Linked DNA regions of Xenopus laevis: region 1 is linked to region 2. Evidence: chromatin contacts called from public Hi-C data. All regions are on one chromosome and are shown on one strand. The core of a region is the stretch at or near the end of the contact, and the rest is flanking DNA. Distances in the headings are between cores, read along the strand shown.

What was found. Hi-C and Micro-C count contacts between places; a contact is called where the count stands out from the background.
Region 1: a Hi-C map of the XL177 cell line shows a contact between it and region 2, with 6 times the contacts expected there. The contact joins two enhancer-like sites. A contact is called at or near these places in 2 of 4 Hi-C or Micro-C datasets (the XL177 cell line and the XTC cell line).

The regions. Positions count from the first base shown.
Region 1 is chr8S:87,676,537-87,683,338 of Xenopus_laevis_v10.1, reverse strand. All of the region lies in intron 4 of LOC108700312, which reads left to right. It overlaps LOC108700313 (A-kinase anchor protein 6), which reads right to left. Exons shown (of 14, transcript XM_018233403.2): 3 at 4,045-4,296; 4 at 1,563-2,711. Among protein-coding and RNA genes, the nearest start is that of LOC108700313, 31 kb to the right of the region's middle. Within about 2 kb of position 5,533, at least 1 of the 7 cell types and tissues checked has an H3K27ac peak or open chromatin away from gene starts, as enhancers often do.
Region 2 is chr8S:87,553,330-87,560,347 of Xenopus_laevis_v10.1, reverse strand. No RefSeq gene overlaps it. Among protein-coding and RNA genes, the nearest start is that of LOC108700307, 19 kb to the right of the region's middle. Within about 2 kb of position 4,092, at least 1 of the 7 cell types and tissues checked has an H3K27ac peak or open chromatin away from gene starts, as enhancers often do.

The DNA of each region.
Region 1 (6,802 bases), core at 4,284-6,783, 120 kb before region 2:
GTCTATGGGCTTCATTTCCACGGCGAAACAAGAAGAAAAAATTCGTTCATCCCCGTGTCAGTTAAAGTTTGTAGCAAACAAGCAGTCAGCACGATGATTGTCGCCTCTTTATAGGGGTAGTGCACGTTCTTCAGTGGTCACTTTCCACTAATATCACAAATGGGAACGTCAGGAACAGCAACACACAATAATCTTCTTATTAAAAAGCCTTAAAAGCTTTAGGGCGTCACAGCAACATTTCAGGCCGTGCGGCCTTTTATCAAGCTTGATAAGTTTCTAATGCTGACAGACTCCTGCTGCACAAATATGGCAGCCCCCTCATAGACGGACATGGGGAGTCAGACCGGTAAAGTAAAAACATTGTGCAAAGTCAATATTATGATAGATGTAAAAAAAAGCTTTAATTCTGCTGAAGTAGGCGCAGAACCGCCATAGGAGCTGAAGCCGAAGATAAGAAAACTTGAAAGGTAATTTCTGCTGAATACCAATGGTCTGTTTCTTTCTTTCTTTTTTTTTTAAACCCCTGCCTTCAACATTTTTTATATTTATGGGGGGTGGGGATGGTCACCAATTTTTTTGTTACTTGTAGAGGGGCAGACAGTTTTGTTGAACAGGAGTCTGTCAGCATTAGAAACTTATCAAGCTTGATAAAAGGCCGCACGGCCTGAAACGTTGCTGTGATGCCCTAAAGCTTTTTAAGGCTTTTTAATAAGAAGATTATTGTGTGTTGCTGTTCCAGACGTTCCCATTTGTGATATTAGTGGAAAGTGGCCACTGAAGAACGTGAATTCTGATGGCAGCCTTGGTTGTGTGCATCAACCATTTCTATACTGGGCTAATAATTAGCTAATTGAAAGTGCTAGTTTGCTACAGGGTGTCTGGGAGTTTGTATAAGAGGGTGCCAGGGAGTGTGTGTGTACTAGAGGGGTGTCTGGGAATGTGTGCTAGAAGAGACTTATTCTCTTAGTTGGTAGGGAGGTCCAGGCCCCTTCCAGACTGAGTATATGCATTGTCCAATGAGTACAATATTACGGTAAAGACTACTCAGAGGTAGGGTCGGACTGGTGCAGGGCCGCCATCAGAAATCATTATATAGTGAATAAAGTCAGAACTCACCCTTTATAAGGATATAATTTACAAGATATTCATGGCTTTTGTGTATTATATACTTATTAACGGTGAGTTCTGACGTCATTTCTGTCACATGACTCACTGAAACTTGTGTATTATAATAAATAAAGTATGAGGATATTAGAAGTCACCTCGGAGTTCCATGACCTGTATAAAAACACTCGGCCTTCTGCATCTTGTTTTTATATGGTCATGAAACTCCTCGGTAACTTATAAAATCTTTATAATTTACAAGAAGGGGTACTTTATTCACTATATATTGTGATAAAGGTTTATTTATCCTTTAACGGAATCCAGCCCTCAAGCACACTATAGTAATAATCATCCCACTACATGTAACAAGTTGGACAGCACTGGGCTAACCTAACATTAGGTACAAGACTGCTGCTTTGATGTGTAGAACAACAGTACAAATGAATGTAGAACCTCACCTGGATTCTGTCCCACACATGCCGATCGTTGTCCTGTCTCTGTATGTCCCACATGAGCTTCTGTATGAGTTCTGCTCTGTTCTGCCGTTTGCTGCTTATTGAACCTGCCAGCTGTGGTGTTGATTGGCCACTGCTATTCAAATAAGAGGCCAGGTCACTGGGGGTGCTGGGGGAGAGGCAACGAGGAGAACTGGGACCAATCTCAGAGCCTGAGCTGATCTCCCAATCTTCCACATCCCTAAAGGGTGGCTGCGAGTCCTCGGGTGCAGGAGACACTAACTGGGAAAGGCTTCCAAGGCGCAGGGCAAGGACATCAGTCTGCAGGTGGGAAGGAAGTGCCAAGAACTCATCTGATCCATACCAGTTGCTGGTCTCTTGGTCCTGGGGTGGAGAGTCCAGTGTTTGGTGGTCTTCCCACATCTCTGTTGTGTTTACTTTTTGTGTTCTATGTGGGGGAGTCTTTGCGCTGGGGGACTTTGCTGTGTCTAGGCACTGTGGATTTGCACTGTCTAAGTCTTTGCTACCTTGCATTCTTCTTGCCTTTTCATCCTCTGCCTCTAGGTGACTTCTGGATGTTGTAGGAGCAGTGGGAGTGTATGGAGGTGTCAGTGTGAGAGTTAGGTGGTGTCGAGGTGAGGAAGGACATGGAGGCTGAGAGAAGTTAATTTCTACAGATGTCCCAAAACACCCTGCTTGTCCAAAATGGCCAGCATCATTTAGGAAAAGACCTCTCTTGGGAAGCGAAGGGCGGGTCGGCGAGTCACCTCCATGATCACTGCTGTCTTGCAGGGGTCTTTTAGGGGTGGTACTTTCAGCCAGAGGAAGTGCTCTTGGGGGCTGCTGTCCTGATTCCTCTGTATTTATGGGGATACAGTCATTCTCTTGCTCATTCACGAGCTGCTCATTGCATTCAGGGGCAACACTCAACAGGCTAGGACCCTTGACCAGATCTGGAAACTCTTGTTGCATAGCGACGTATGTCCAGGCCTGTAGTGGCTTGGCAGGTTGCATGTGGTTCTCCTCTTCCCGGGGGCTGTAATCTGATAATTCATAGGCTGTGATCCCGCAGTCCAAGGAGAGGTAATCTGTGGGGCATCTAATGGTCAGTTGACCTGAACAGTCTACCTCTGTCAGAGCATCAAGCCTGTCCTGTAAGAGGAGTGAAAGATTTTAGTTATTTTTGGCTTTTGTGGGTTAAACAAAGCCCCAGTATAACATTTCTAAAGCTAACTTTCTTTCCCATGTCATAGACATCCAGTTGGTCCTCAGTGTGTCCAGGGTATTTATTTCCTTTTCCAGGGTAAAGTTGGTTTTAATAGTAATTCCGCATTTGCCCACTAGAGGGTAGGGTAAATTGGTATAAAAGAGAGAGTACATATGTGCTCAAGGCTCTTTTCCTGGATCCCACCTAACGCAGATGTGGGTACAGGATTGGGCTGGTGTCAGGCCCATTGGGGAAAGATTAGTCAGTGGTAGAATTGAAAGTGCCTATGTTTCAGTAAAGAGGTTCATTGTTGGAGAAGCACCTGGATTGCAGTTTATTTCCAACATGGCTGAGCTGTACTCAGAAATCAACCAAGGGATCTCCTGGAGTGAAATGATAAGGTAATATTGCACCTCATGATAAGGTAATATTGCACCTCACTGGGAGTTGCCAATAGTTTAAAGGAAAACTATACCCCCAAAATGAATACTTAAGCAACAGATAGTTTATATCAAATTGAATGACATATTAAATAATCTTACCAAACTGGAATATATATTTACATAAATATTGCCCTTTTACGTCTCTTGCCTTGAACCACCATTTCATGACTCTATCTGTGCTGTCTCAGAGATCACCTGACCAGAAATACTACAACACTAACTGTAACAGGAAGAAGTGAGGAAGCAAAAGGCAGAACTCTGTCTGTTAATTGGCTCATGTGACCTTACATGTGGTTTGTATGTGTACACAGTGAATCCTACGATCTCAGGGGGCGGCCCTTATTTTTTAAAATGGCAATTTTCTATTTATGATTACCCAATGGCACATACTACTAAAAAAGTATATTATTATGATAATGGTTCATTTACATGAAGCAGGGTTTTACACATGGGCTGTTTTACTCAGTATCTTTTAATAGAGACCTACATTGTTTGGGGGGTATAGTTTTCCTTTAAGAGTGGCCGTGTACTCTGCAGCAGCATACACCTGTATCATACCATTACTATCATTTTATAGCACATCCACAGGTGGGCTATACGCATCACTGATTATAAATCACTAACCTCTGAAAATATACAGTGCATTTTATCATATGAATTACGGCTCTTGTATAAAATAATATTATTGTAGATTACACATAGGAGGAATTTGAACTCTAGAATGATACTACAAGTAGCTCCTAGCTCTTTTAGGTTTATTCTTCCCCTCTTCTCAACCTCCTCCACCAAACGCTTGTACCAAGTGACCCGGAAGCCCCCACAAAGCTCCACTTGCCTCCTGGTTTTCCTGGGTGAATGCCTGCAGAATATCCGTTTGGCGGGTGTAGTTGCCGTTGCTGTCCTGTAGCCCCTGGAGGATCCTCTCCCTGAGCACAAGCACAGACACCCGGAGCTGGTGCCACAGCAGCTGGACCGTGTGGATATCAACTATAACATTGACAGAGTATGAGAGGAGCTTCAGGGAGAACTCTGTGTCCAGCAGGGCGTGGATCTGTTCCACATGGTCTGAGATGTCCTCGCATATTTCCTGCAATAAGGAAAAAGAAGAGGAAAAAGCAATCAGAGATGGGCATTGGTGGGAAATGATGGAGGGGAGTAATGTAAGATTTCAAAATAATTGCATGTATACAGGCAAAACAGGCTTCCATTGTTAGAAGGTATAACATCAACTATGCGGCCACAGGTTGTACAATGCTATAGTATAGAGCAGTGATCCTAAACCAGTGGCTCCTGAGCAACATGCCCCTTGGATGTTGCTCTCAGTGGCCTCAAAGTAGGTTTTTTCCCCCGAATTGCAGGTTTGGAGGTAACTTTTGGTTGCATAAAAACCATATGTGCCACCAAACAATGCCTCCTATAGGCTGCCAGTCCACAGAGGGACTATAAAATAGCCAATCACAGTCCTTATTTGCTACCTCGGGAACTTTTATCATGCTTGTGTTGCTCCCCAACTCGTTCTTTATTTTAATGTGGCTCACAGGTAGAAAAGCTTGGGAACCCCTGGTATAGAGTTTCTCCTGCTATTGCATTTTCATTAAAGTTAAGCTATGTTATGGATATATGGAGAGCTATCCAAAGTGCTTGGTTTCTCCTGCCATGTCACCCTACAGTTCCACTGTCACTTTCCAGGGAGATATGATCCCCACTTCTGTTTCTGATACTGATACTACAGGAGCTGTTGCACTACCTGCTATGAATGTAAGAAATGTATATATGGTATATTACTCTAGTGACAACTGCTTCTCTTGAGGGCCATGCTATGTAGAATCTAAAGATATTTTTTTCTGATAAGGTGCAAACTTAAAGGAACTGTATTATAAGTTGCTGCCCCACTTTTGGCACGAAAGGAGTTTGTCCCATTTCTGTTTCCACCAACTGGCGGCCAGAAGGGAAAGAATAACAGTATCACTGCAACCATAAGAGCTTGCAATCCAAAGTGAAGCTGAGCCATAAACTAGCTTGCACATGTAGGAGAGTGACAGTGGGCAGCCTCCCTGGCTTGAGCATGTTCCAGAGCAGATGACACAAGGGGACAGCTGTCATTACACTTTCTCAGCTGTCGGGGCATTTTCCTGATAAACATCCCAAACACACAGAGATATTTCAGCTGCCAGCTGAGGAGGGGGCTTCACTGGGCACAGGGGCTGCGCGTGCACTTAGGGGAAAGCACTTTACTTTCTGCATTAAAAACATTTGCATTTTGTATACTGTATTCTTAAAGCCAGAGATTCCATACAGACACATAAACCAACGCTACAATGGCCCCTGTAGTGCAGGAATCAAGACAGCTTGTGTATAACCTACAGTAGCAGGAAGGTAAGTACAGTACAAAGTAGCTCTTCCCTACAGAATAGATCTCACAGCAGAATTGCACACCAACAGACGCCCTACCTGGTTTCAAGTGGCAGGCAAACCCCCCGACACCTTGTCTGCCAGTCAGATCACACTCTTCTCATTTATTGTCTCTGCCTGCGTCTGGAAGACCCTCAGTCTCAACCATCTTCTGCAAACAAGCAACCACTCGCTGCCCCTCCCCAAGGCTATTTTAGGATCTGATCTCTCACCAAAGAGTATGTGACAGAGACTGGGAGAGACCCTTAACCCCTGCTGCACTGCAATGTAATGGTTAACCTTGTAGTGTTACATAGGAAGCCACTGATACTAGTAATGGCAGGGGAGAATTTATTTAACCTTGAACCATGTGGAAATGGAAAGTTTTACAATCGTCCGCTGTTATTATGTTTGTGTACAGCATATGCACTGCATTAACATAGAAGTCTCTGTGTTAGCACATAAGGCTTCTGTATTAGCACAGGACACTCTGTATTAGAGCAGAAGACTCTGTATTAGCATAGGAGGTTCTGTATCTGAGCAGAATGCTCTGTATTGGCATAGGAGGCTCTGTATTGGCACAGAAGGCTCTGTATTGGCACAGAAGGCTCTGTGTTAGAGCAGAAAGCTCTGTATTGGTGAAGGAAGCTCTGTATTGGCACATAACACTCTGTATTAGAGCAGAAGGCTCTGTATTGACATAGGAGGCTCTGTATTGGCACAGAAGGCTCGGTGCTAGAGCAGAAAGCTCTGTATTGGCATATGAGGCTCTGTCTTGGCACAGAAGGATCTGTATTGGCTCAGATGGCTCTGTGTTAGAGCAGAAGGCTCTGTATTGGCATATGATGCTCTGTCTTGGCACAAAACATTCTGCATTAGAGCAGAAGGCTCTGTATTGACAAATAACACTCTGTATTAGAGTAGAAGACTCTGTATTGGCACATGAGGCTCTGTATTACAGCAGATTGAGCAGAAAGCTCTGTATTGGCATATAATACACAAAAGCCATGAATATCTTGTAAATTATATCCTTATAAACGGTGAGTAGTGATGTCATCAGTTATAAACGGTGAGTAGTGATGTAATTTCTGTCACATGGCTCACTAAAATTTGTGTATTATAATTAATAAAGTACCCCCAGTTGTAAAATATGAGGATATTATAAGTTACCTCGGAGTTCCATGACCTGTATAAAAACACTA
Region 2 (7,018 bases), core at 2,843-5,342:
GGCCTGTTGGGGCCTCTGGGTGCCTGAAATGCCAGGGCCTAGTTTGATTCTCAGTCCAGACCTACAAGGAACTGTTGCTGTGGAAGAAACTGCTGCATTTCTTTTAACTTACTCACCAAGAATCCCCCATAGCATTTGTCTGCAGAGGCCTCCCACCTATTCAGCTGCTGGTTTTGTTTCTCCATAGTGGATTCCTGTAAACTGATATCCTTGTAATCAAATATAACATTTTTAAAGGAATAGGTCACCATTAAATGAACTTTCAGTATGATGTTGATAGTGATAGAATGACAATTTGCAGTTGGTCATTTTCATGTTTTTTTTTTATTAAAAATTATTTCACTTTTTGTTCAGCATCTGGTCACTAGGGTCCAAGTGGCATCACACGGGACTCTATTCCGCTAGTTAAGGAAAGAAATCTTACCACAAACTCAGGAGAGGGTAGGAGGAACCAGTCCTGCGACATAGTCGTGTACCCAGATATGTTATCTGCAGACTACCAGCACAATCCGGCAAATTTCTGCACAAAACCCGACCACCTTGTGGGTATTCTGCGGGTACCCAACCCGATGCAGGACACCAGTCAGCTGCCTCCGCCCTCTCCCCCACTTACAGGCGCGAGTGCGCATTCACCATAGAGATTAAGGGAAGGGCAGGGTCGTGATGGAGGGAGGGCAGTGCCAAGGGGAGGGAGGGAGTGATGAGAGGACGATGGGGAGTGACGAGGGGAGGGAGGGAGGAGAGGAGCAGGGGAGTGAATGACCCAGACTAGGGGTAGGCACAGGTACTTGCCCAGTGCCCCCACAGCTTTGCACCCTAGGCAGGTGCCTCTTCTGCCTACCCCTAGTTCCGGCCCTGGTCCCACGTTTCAATTGGGCAGTGGTTTGAATGAAAGACTAGAAGAGATGCTGAATAAAAGTCAAAAATAATAGCAAAATTGTAGCCTTACAGAACAAGTTTTTGGCTGCCATGGTTAGTGACCTTAATTTGAAAATTGGATAGAGGCAGAAAAAGGCAAAAAAATACAAAAATTTTAAAAAAAATTAAATAAAAAAAAGTTGCTAAGAACAGGACATTTTGTAACAGTTGACTTAAAGAATAACTAAACCTAATTTCTAATAAAAAAACCCCTACCTTCCATAGCCCCCCTCCCTGCTCCCCCCCCCGCAGGGGCACAAATAAATGCCCCTAAGATGGTAATTACCCCTCATTGCAGAGTCAGCGCAGCAGAGCTCAGGGGAACCTTCTTCAGTGCTTCGGGAAACTTCATAAATAAAGCGCCGTATCGGTGAATGCGCAGTTGTGGCAATATTCCGGTCCAGAACAACTGCGCATGCACCAAAAGTCACATAAATTGCCGAAGGGACCCGAAGATTCCCAAAGCGCCGCAAAATGGCGCCCGTGAGCTCCTTTGCAATGAGGGGTAATTACCAGATTAAGGCCATTTACTTGTGTGAACACTTGTGTGGGGAGGAGCAGGAAGGGTGGACTATGGAGGGTAGGGGTTTTTATTAGAAAGGGGGTTTAGTTCTCCTTTAAATGTGAACCACCACTTTAAATTAACTTGACTTGTTCATGGTACAAGGAGAAATAGCACTCAATAGCAATTCAACTGACATCAGTAAGTTAATGGGGAATGCTAATTAAAAGTCTGGCTGCGTACACTGCTGGCTATAAACAGAACATGCTACTACATTAAATGTATTCCAAAACAGCTAAATTATGGATGACCCAAGTAATAAGGAAAATATGTTTAATATTTACAGTATTTTGGGACTGCACAGCTGGGACTTGTCTGCGGGAAGGGACTGAAACAGAACTGGTACATCAAAAGCTTCAGCCTGGGATTGGGGTAGAGGGGAAATTAAAGTATTATTTATTATCACTGTATGTAAAGGATTCATTTGCATTCCCATTAATGAGGCATTACACATTCAGAATTAAGTGATCTTTTTGAGGGTTAGCTCCAATAAGCAGGGCCATCCACCTCCTGTATTGATCAGTATAACCTGTATAAATAGACTTAAACCTATACTTCTTCTTTAACAGACATGAAACATAGAAAGAATTTGCCGGTGCTCGGTCTACCACAAGCTGTGCTGGAAGCTCCCTTGTGCCAGTGCTCAGTCTAAGCCACATTCTGGTGTTGACCAGCTGCTAGCAATGATAAAGATTTCCAGCACACTGTTTGCCTTTAAAAAGAATTGCTACAAAAAATTGGGGTGTTAGTACCACACTTTGGCCAAAATATGTAAGATCACATGCCACTTCAAGGCCCCCTTTTTTCATTTATACGAGAGCTTTTAAGCCCCAGTCAGTTAACTTAAACCTGTAAATAAGCCCTTGTTTTAAAGCCAGAATGGCAGCTAGAAGCAATATTTGACTATAGTTTGCACACGAAACCCCAAAGAAATTGCCTACGCTCAGTTTAATCCCAGCTCCTGAGTTAAGTGTAAGTGCAACATGGTCTCAGTCACACTGTTTGCTGAGGGATTGATTTTAAATGCACTATTTAAAGGAGAACTAAAGTTTAACTAAAAAAGTAGGTAGAAATGTTGTACATTATGTTTTGGGCTTCTATACCAGCCAAAGGCAACCACAGCCCTTTAACAGTAAAGATCTGTGTCTCCAAAGATGCCCCAGTAGCTCCCCATCTTCTTTTCTGCTGATTCACTGCACATGCTCTGTGCTGCTGTCACTAACTGAGCTTAGGGAACCACTCACAATATACAGTACACATAGAATAGAAATGTCACAATATAAGGCTGATTAGTAATTAATACAGATAATTACTACATGGCAGCACAGAAACCAGTGCAACTAGCATCAGAATTTAATAATCAGCCCTGTAGCATCAGCTTATATTACAGACCAACCTCATTATCTGCTGGATAATTAGTGACGAGCCCTAAGCTTAGCTTCTCAACAGCCAATCAGAGCCCACTGAGCATGTGAGTGTCACAGACACTTTCCAAGATGGTGACCCCCTGTGACAAGTTTGAAGTCCTGGATCATTGCTGCTATTGACAAGCTGAAACTTTAGGCTGGTGCAACAAGTTCACTATATAAAATATGGCATTTTTAGCCACATTCATTTTTAGGGTTTAGTTCTCCTTTAATGCACTATAGACTTAGGACTCATGTACAATGAGGGGCCTTGACATGGCACATAAGACTAAATATTTTTGCCAAAGTGTGGTACTAGCATCTTATTTGTAACAATTATTTTTAAATGCAAATCTTGCGCTGGCAGTCTTTTCTTTTTCTTTCCTGAACAGACATAAACAACTAATGTTATTTAAGATTTACTTCTTTATAGATAGATTTATTATATTGTAATAATTGTGTTTCTTGAGCCTACTCTGGTCATCAACAACACAAAGCTTGCTCCCCCTTCTGGCCATTAGAGAATACAGTGGTTATAGTATTGACTTGCCTATATATTTTAAAGTCAACAATTGAAAGAATTTTCAAGACATTCTGTTGTCGGATAATTAAACCTTTGTTTTAAAACAATTTCTACTTCCTCAAACAGCGCCATCTTTTGGCTACATTGTATCACTTCTCCCAACAGTTCCACAAAGAGGAAAAAATTGTATCACTTATCTGAATAACATTTAGGTTCATATTTAGAGATGGGCGAATTTATTCGCCAGGCGCGAATTCGCAGCAAACTAACGAGATTTGCAGCCGGCGAATAAATTCGTGAAACTGCCGCGAAAATTCACCGGCGTAAAAAAAAATATATATATGGACGCCGGCATCCATTTTTTTGGCAATTTAGCCAAAAACGAGACGCCAGCGCCATTTCCCGAATTTTTCGCCGTTTCCCGAATTTCGTGGGAAATTCACAAATTTTTCCCCAAATTCGCCCATCACTATTCATATTTCTGACTCAGTCATTCATTCATAATAAATCTGTTTTGTTATGGTAATCTTGGACAATACGGCCTGCTCGAACACCCTGGCCTTCGAGAGTGACGCTAGTGGGCGTGTCTGTGACGTCAGTGGGCGGACTTGTGACGTCAGTGGGCGTGGCTATGGCGCCCGCGGTCGGACCCGTGACATCCATGGGCGGGGCTATGATGCTGAGATCAGCGATTGGTCGATCGCCGTGTCAATCAAGGGAATCCCGCCCAGTTTTCCTTATTTGGAAAACCGGGCAGGAAGTATAGACCCGGGCAGCCCCTCAAAATACCGGGCTGTCCAGGTCAAAACAGGACAGGTGGCAACCCTAGTCCTGCATCGTGTTGGATACCTGCGGAAATTGTGCAAACTATGACACAATAAACACTTAGGGGTTTACCCCATGTTGCAATTGAACCTGTGTGCCGATCTCTCCTTGTTCTGCTTTACCTGCGGAATACCCACAATGTTTCGCATTGATTATACTTTTTGTGCCCACTGTGCGGGCGGCCCGTGGGTACCCGATCCTCTGCAGTGGGGTGGACTACAGGCGGTCATTTCTGGGGTAAAAGAAGAAAACATATCACTTACGGTTGGCGCAGTAATTGCTGCGGGATGCGGGTTTAGGCGAAAATCATTGGGCATCAGAAGGCAGGTATGCGGGATCAGGCACGGCTTAGGCTAAGCGGGTCTAGGTTGGGCGCAAATCTTTAAAAACAGACCCATGCAGGTCTCTGCTGCCTACATTTGTTTGTATACTATGGGAAAAAAAACACCAACACATATTAAACTTTAAAACCGCAAAGTCTTTATTTAAAAATAACTTACCGAATCTCCGCTCGCACTCCTCTTCAGAAAAGGCGACGAACCATCACGCGGCGTTCAATTACTCCTCCCTGGCTATCTTCTATAAGGAAGGCAGGGAGGAGAAATCAAGTGCCGCACGATAGGAAGTAGTGAATGGAAAGTGAAAGCAATTGTCTGCCCCTACTCTATGCCAAAGGCAATATTTGATTGACGGCTGAGATTTTTAAATGACCTTACAACAGCTATGAATAAAAAATAGAAATTGTATTCCATGTTTAATTTGAAAAGGACTTTTATTATACAGATTTTTGTGTCTGGGTGACAGGTCCTCTTTAAGGCTAAGCAATCCTGTTGGGTTTATTTAATGTTTAAACTATTTTGTAGCAGACTTGAGGTATGGAGATCCAAATTACAGAAAGACCCTTTATCTGGAAAACACCAAGTCCTAGGCATTCAGGATAACAGAACCCATACCTGTAGCCCAGGCAGGTGCAGTTTTCTGCTTACTGGAGCACTGACCCTGGGTATCAGGGAAGCAGTTATAATTGTTGGGGGGTAACATTTGGCACCCCCCAGTGCTAATACCTTTCCCTTTCTTATACAGTTGTACAGATAATTTAGAATAGATTGGTCACATTGGGCATATTTTTTTGTGTGTCTCTGTCAGGGCTGCTTGTGACTGCGAATGGCAGAGATTGGTAGAGAAGTGACTGGCCGGATAATTCATACCTCCAAACTGTCCCGTTTTGAACGGGACAGTCCTGCTTTTGACAGCTCAACCCGCAGTCCCGCGTTAGTACTGGAAAGTTGCGATCTCTCTGCACTGAACCAGAAAGTCCCTATTTCTCTGCACTGAACGGGAACGTCCCTATTTCTCTGCACTAAAGGGGAAAGTCCCTATTTCTCTGCACTGAACGGGAACGTCCCTATTTCTCTGCACTGAATGGGAAAGTCCCTATTTCTCTGCACTGAAAGGGAAAGTCCTTATTTGTCTGCACTGAACGGAAAAGTCCCTATTTCTCTGCACTGAACGGGAAAGTCCCTATTTCTCTGCACTGAACGGAAAAGTCCCTATTTCTCTGTACTGAACGGAAAAGTCCTTATTTCCCTGCACTGAACGGGAAAGTCCCTATTTCTCTGTACTGAACGGAAAAGTCCCTATTTCTCTGCACTGAATGGAAAAGTGCCTATTTCTCTGCACTGAAGGGAAAGCCTACTTAATTGGCTCTTGGCAGAGAGCCCAGAATAGATACTTGATACATTTGTAACAGTTTTGTCCCTTGGGTGAAGTTAGATTCACAGCTTAAAGGGCAATTTGCCTTCATTAGTAAAACTGTAATAAAACATAAAAATTACAAAGATGTGTTCAAACTTTCATAACCTGGCAAATTTTGTAAAGTGTGCATGGTACTAAGGGGGTGTGGCTGCAAAAAGGGGCGTGGTCAAAAAATGTTGCAGCGTTCCTTACGCCAAATCTTTTTGCGCCTCTTCCCCTTTCCAAATGTTGGGAGGTATGCGGATTGTTCTTCAGCAATGTTTATATGCCAAGCTGCAAGTCAAACCTCCAGATCAGGACTCAGAGGCTGAATGGGTTGAGGCAATTAATTAGTTTTTATATCCTTGAAGCCCATGGGGAAACGGTGACTGAGGTAGGACAAGAAATATCAGCATTATAGGATTCATGGTAAGTGATATAATTAATCCACACTGCAATTATTTATAAAAAAACAAAAAAACTCCAGACCATAAAAAGGACAACTATAAACTATTTTTTAGACTATTAAAGACTATTAATTATAGACATTTATTTCTTATGTTTAAAGGAGAAGGAAAGGTTAAAACTAAGTAAGCCTTATCAGAAAGGTCCATCCAAATATACCAGTAAACCCCCAAAGTAATGTTGCTCTGAGTCCCCTGTCAAAAGAAACACTGCATTTCTTTCCTTCTATTGTGTACACATGGGCTTCTGTATCAGACTTCCTGCCTTCAGCTTAAACCTCATTGCCCTGGGCAAGAGCATGCTCAGTTTGCTCCTCTCCCCCCCACCCCCTCCCTTCTCTACTGTAATCTGAGCCCAGAGCAGGGAGAGACTCAGGCAGGAAGTGATGTCACACCACATTAATACTGCAGCTCGTATTCTAAACAAACAGAGAGTTTCTAGAGCTTTTTACTCAGGTATGGTAAAACATTCTACAGAATAAATATAGCATTCTAGCTTGCACTATTGCAGATAATCTATTGGCAATAAAATGCCTCCGTAGCTTTCCTTCTCCTTTAACTGATATAATAAGGTCTTGACATTCTT